Linked DNA regions of Rattus norvegicus: region 1 is linked to region 2. The links are chromatin contacts, called in public Hi-C maps. All regions are on one chromosome and are shown on one strand. Each heading gives the region's core, a stretch centred on a gene start, on an enhancer-like site or on the middle of the called end of the contact. The rest is flanking DNA. Distances are from core to core; before and after follow the strand shown.

The links. Hi-C and Micro-C count contacts between places; a contact is called where the count stands out from the background.
Region 1: a Hi-C map of kidney shows a contact between it and region 2, with 6 times the contacts expected there. The contact joins the enhancer-like site here to the promoter of Stim1 in region 2. A contact is called at or near these places in 11 of 12 Hi-C or Micro-C datasets (the A7r5 cell line, the Rat2 cell line, Schwann cells and 6 more) and 1 of 1 datasets of contacts at active chromatin or transcription factors (oligodendrocytes).

What each region holds. Positions count from the first base shown.
Region 1 is chr1:166,216,529-166,219,431 of GRCr8, reverse strand. It overlaps Stim1 (stromal interaction molecule 1), which reads right to left. Exons shown (of 12, transcript NM_001108496.2): 7 at 2,393-2,570; 8 at 303-470. Among named protein-coding and RNA genes, the nearest start is that of Rrm1, 18 kb to the left of the region's middle. Within about 2 kb of position 1,406, at least 1 of the 93 cell types and tissues checked has an H3K27ac peak or open chromatin away from gene starts, as enhancers often do.
Region 2 is chr1:166,066,913-166,069,811 of GRCr8, reverse strand. Stim1 (stromal interaction molecule 1) reads right to left here and starts at 1,598. Exons shown (of 12, transcript NM_001108496.2): 1 at 1,084-1,598. The coding sequence starts at 1,222.

The DNA of each region.
Region 1 (2,903 bases), core at 157-2,656, 150 kb before region 2:
CCTCTGTTCTCTTGGAAGCCTTTTCCAGCAGGAGAGCTGCTTCAGCTTTTCTACCCCCTCCTATTTGCCTTATCACACCCGGAAGACAGAACAGAGCAGCCTAGACCCTCAGTCTCTCCTCCAAACACTTCAGTAATCGTTAAGCAGTGTATGTTAGAAAAAGAAACAGAGTCCACTGCCCATTTCTCTCTTCCCTCAAAGGGAGGACAGGGTAAAGTAGAGAAGAATGGTGGGAGGGGCACATAGACAGAAGAGAGCGGGGAGGAGAGAGAGAAGGGAGCCCACAGGAGAGCAGGCCTCACCCCCTCCTTGGCCACCAGCAGCTGCCTCTCTGCATTTTGCTTCTTGATGTTGTAGTACTGCACCTCCACCTCATGTGTCAGCTGCAGCCACTTCTGCAGGGCCTCAGGAGCATACCAGGAGCTGTGTGATTCCAGCTCCTTCTCTGCTTTCCTCAAAGCCTCCCGAACCTGAGAGGACGTGAGAGTGTGAGTCTGTCTGTCAGTGTTAACATCCTCCCCAACACCTCTGCACAATGCTCCACACCTCTAGAGTCCACTCCTGCTTCACAGCTCTTGCAATAAGAAGAAATGACAAAGATTTCCCCCTGAATTTCACATACAAGGAAGTAAGCACAGAGAAGAAAACAGCCTACTTAAGATCACACTGTCAATAGTGACAAGAAAATGCAAATGGAGACTTTTTCTCTCCAGAACACTCTTTGCTAGCACATTAGCTTATACTGGCCAAACAGCCAGTCTTGGCTCATTTCTGTTGGGTATATAGTAATAAAGCATTTACTTATTAGCTTCAGTAGAAACCATCAAACAAGGTTCTGAATATGGTTCAGTCGTAGAGTATTTGCTAATGTATAAAAGCCAAGTGTGATCTACAGCACTGGATAGAGAAAGAGGGTAGGAAAAAGTTAAATTGTTTCCTACAAGGGTTGTACCTATCCCTGACCTTTATATTTTAACTTTAGACATTCTGGTAGCTGTAATGGTATGTCATTGTGATTTTAATTTTCACTTCTTTAATGTTGTTTTATATATACGATCATTTGACTTATGGATCTCTTCTTACTTAAAAACGTGGGTTGGGGAGAAGCAGAGTGTGAGAGCCTGAGGGTGGAAAGGGCCAGCTCAGTGGGCCTAGGGTAAAGGTAGATTTAAGCCTAGTTCTTCAGAACATAGCCTCAAACAACTGAACTCAACTGTAGTCAAAATGAGAGAATCGTGGCAGTCCCCAGAAGCCCCAAATCCCAAGCTCTCCTGAGCAAGAGCATAGCTGCAAGTAGCACTAGGAGCTAGGAAAACATTTTAAGATGAAACTCTACCCCGGCCAGAAATCTACAAGGTCCTGGCTGCCAGACTCAACTAGAAGGAAAACAAGCTAAGACATGGTTCATCACGTGGGCACATGCTGGAGCAGGAGCTGTGAGTCCCCATTTGCCCATCTGTACCACCTCACCCAGATCAGCATCATTCTTCTGCTTACCGCAGGGCCCACTGCTGACAGTCACCAAGCTGGCTGTCCAGGCTTATGCCCACCAGCCATTCAGAGTCTATACCCAGCTACAGGCACACCTGTCGAGTTTGCACCTCCACTCTCTGGCCGGTTCCCCCCACCCCCATACACCCAACCCCCACTTTCCTTGAACTGAACCAAGCTTCCTGCAACACTGGAAGCTTTCCAGAGAAACTTGATCTCTCTTTCCACACTTGAGTCCAAAGACACACATGGCAATGTACAGAAATGGCATGGCAAATAACAGACCAGGCTCTGAAGTCTTCTCACTCTATCAAGGGGACTCTGTGAACCACAGAGCCGCAACCTAGAGTCCTTGCTTAGTGATTTCTGCCTCTGTCTACACTGGCCCCTTAGTCAACCAGAGGTAGAGCTTCTAATAGAATTCCTCCCTAGGTCACCTGTAGCCCAAGCATACATAATATCTCTTAACTGCTAAGCCTTCTTTCCATCCCCACTGCCATTTTTATAAAATTTGAAAACATGCAAAACTAATCTGGTTTGCAGGCTATGACAATAGTTACTCTTGGAGGAAAATTTGACAAGAGCAAAAGTGAGCTTTCTGAGTGGTGCTTACACAGGCTATCCATATGTAAAAACCAGCTCAATACTTAGGATTTGTTCACTTGATATAAATACCTCAATGAAAAAGGGAGGGGAGGAAAACCACTCTTATCCCCCCGCTATCTGCCATTCTTTGAAAATTATGGAAACCATTTTTTATAGCTTTACCATTAATATTACTGGTAAGTCCAGAAGAAAGATTTGAACCATATTTCAAAATGTTCACAGATGAAGCTTTCCCACCAGACCCTGGTCCTCTGCCCTTTACGAAACCCCCGAGGCATCCCGTAGACTCTCCTACCTGCTCCAGCTCTTCCTCAGCATATTTTTGGCGGCTCCTCTCATTCTCGGTACCCTCCCTCAGCTCCTTCAGCCGCTGAGCTTCCTGCTTGGCAAGATTGATCTCGTCACGCAGCTTCTTCTCCAGGTGGACCTTCTCTACTTCCACTGTTCGGTGCTCCTCCTGGGCCTTGTGCAGCCTGATGGGGTTGGAGAACAATGTAGCGATCTGGAGGCGATGAGGCAAGGAGGTGCCAGCCAACAGGCCTTAAGTTACCGCAAGAGGAAGAAAACAGGAGCCACCAGCTCTCAGCATATAGCCTCTCTACTCTGCTGGCTGAGTAGCTCTGAGCTAGTCAGGGCCAACAGAAACCACAGTCACCAGCTTTAAATCTTACATTGGCCATTATTATTATTCTACTGCTAATAAATAAGACCATGAAGCCAGATTTACAAACATCAGAATCTCTCTCCTAAAGTATCTCATACATTGAAATTATAACAGCTACCAGTTTACAAAGCAGTTCACATTT
Region 2 (2,899 bases), core at 349-2,848:
AAACAACTAAAATTTCAACAACCAAGTCAAGAAAACTGAAAGAGGGCAGCCCAAGAAAAAGTCTACCACTAATGCAATCCACAAAACACTCCACCCACGGTGATTTATATCCTTCACCTACTCGTATCATCAGATACCCACTGAGACATCCCCTCACTGAATGTGCCTGTCCTCAAACACCCTAACTATTCTTCTGCACCCAACCCTTCAGGCTACACTCTGAGGCAGATCACAGTGACAGGGTGTGAGAAACAGAAAAAGAGAACTGGTGAACTTCTAAGCTTTGTGTAAATTAATTATATTTTTTAAAGGTTCCTTTCTACTGTGAAAGTATTGGCCGCAGCTACTGCTGCTGAGCGAGGCTCCACAAGTATACGGGGAAAATAAGAACAGATTAAAAATAATAACACGGAACCCTTACTCTCATCAGTCAGAAGAAACGGATTAAGTCAACAAGTGGTCCCAGGATTTTTTATTACAGAGAAGTCAAGAAAGGGCCATTTAAGTCCCTAGTGGTAAACAGGATTCCATCTAAGGACTTGCCTTGATATTTCACACGGGCACAACCAAAAGACAGATTTCCTAAGGGAAAGGAGGGACTACGGTTCTCACGGTGGTTAGAACAGAAAGGCACACCTGAACACCAAGCTATAGAAAAACAGACCCAGCCCTGCCCTGATCTTCCCTGCCCACCTCCAGTGGCCTCAACCCACCACCGCCACCCACCCACCCTCTTAAACCTCAAGTGATAAAACTGGCTAAAAGCGATTTTAACATCTGAGAAAGCCACTCTTTCAGACAAGAAGTCCTGAATGGGCCCTTAACCTTACTGATCTAAAGAGTCAAGGTGTCCCCAAGAGGCTTCTCACTACCATCCAGAGGAGGGATAAGGAAAGTTGCTCAGAGGAAAGACTAACATTAGGCATGACTGCTACACGAAAGAACTTCTTGGACTACTGAGACTACACAGTGCTATGGTGTATCTCACATGTGCGGAAATTCCAACTTGCCCACTTCGAACCACTCAGTTTTGAGTCAATTAAGCCCTCAACCCAGTCCAGCCCGCCGCCAGGCCTTCTTTACCTGCTTCGGTAGACTCTTCAGAAGTCGCCCCCGAGCTAGCTCCTGTATTCTTCTCACTGTGACTATGGCTGAGACTCTGGCCCTGATGCAGAAGGAGCCCCCAAAGAAGCCACAGGGCAAGACGAGCGCACACATCCATGACGGAAGGTCTCGGTCAACATGCGCCTGCTGTAGACACCTTTGGATCCCAGAAGCAAATCCCAGAGTCGGGGAGTGCAGACGACGGTTCCAAAGCAAGATGCCCTCGCGGCGTCGCCGCAGCTGTCCAGCCACCTGCGGGCTTACCTCCTTCGACAACCGAAGGTCAAGTGCCCCAAGTTTGGACGCAGAAGGATCGGAGTCTCCGGTCCAACTGTGGGTCCGCCGAAGCTGCGGCGGCGGCGGCCTGAGCTCTAGCTGCTTCCGGAGAGTTTGAGCAGGGTGGCTGCGGGGCCGCTGTCAGCTCCGCAGCTTGCTGCACCCCTGCGGGAGGAGGCGGGCAGAATCTCCCGCCCGCACGGAGGTGGGGGAGGGAGAGAAGGGAGGAGAGAAGGGGGGCACCTGACCTCGCCCCGCGGACCAGCGGTGAGCCTCAGCAGCTAGGGCTTCGGCGTGCGACCTACAGGCCCTAGCAGACACCGATGTCTCTAGGATCCTAAGACTCCTAGGCCGAGGTCAGCGCCCCCGCCGGGTCCCGTACCTCTGCGGCTCCTGGTCCCCCGGTGCAGCAGGCGGACGCGCACGGGCCAGGCCCGGGACAGCGGCTCCCGGGAGGGCGGGAGGGCGGCGCGGGGCGGGCCCGAAATGGGCGGGGGCGTGCTCTATCGCCGGCCCGCCCCGCGCCGCCCGGCCCCCAGCGAAGCTCGGGCCCGCCCCAGAGCCGGCTTATCCCGGAATAACCTGTTGGAGACCGCCCGCCAGAGCCCCCCGCAAATGGCGGGGTCTCGTTGGGGCCCGACCTGCGCTGGTGGTCGTCAGGACCGCGGCCCCGCTACAAGGATGGGGCCTCGGCCTCGGCCGTGAGCACCCCAGCCTCCCGCTCTAACGCCCGCCTGCAGGCGGGCCCCTGACACGCAGTTGCTCAGGTAACTCAGGCCTGCGGCGGCGGTGACAGCTACTGCCCTATCCGGATCTCCGGGCCGCAGAGCTGCTCTCCGGGCTCCACTGTTAAGCCAGTTTGGACAGAAACCCCGCACTAGGATGACAGACCCGGAACCGCCTGAAGTGATTATGGTCCCGCTAGGTTTGGCCCAGGGGCGCGCTCCCAGCCCCCAACTCCCGACTCCCAGGCTCCGCCCTTTCGACGCGCCTCGCAGCCAATCGGCTTCCGCCTCTCTGCGGCTCAAGAACCCGCGCCTCCTGTGTGCTGTACGCAGCGGTTCCTGGTGGTCATATATAAGTACTGCAAAAGAACTAGTTCCTAGGTGGCCCTGATCCTTTCTAGAGGGTTACCGAGGGAAGGGGAGCCCCTAGTCAAGCTCTTTAGAGGATACGAGTGTTTAAAAAAGAAATTATTCCAAAAGTGGAATGAAATGTCCATCCCACTGTAGGTAAAACTTCACCTGTACATAGCCTAAAAGATCTATCTGCCTTCCTAACACCCCTTCCTGCCTCTGATCTACATCAGATGCCCTCGTGTAGCTCTTGCAACCCACCCCTCAAGCCCCAACCTCTTGAGGTTTATGGGGTAAAGCCTGTGACCGGTTCCTCCTATCTCGTTCTCCTATCTCTCTGATTCCGTTAGAGGAGATGGTAACGACTTGAGTATAAGTGCCCCAAAAACAGAGAACCCCGCCCAGGCTTCCTTTAACAAAGCCTATACTTCCTGTTCTCTTCT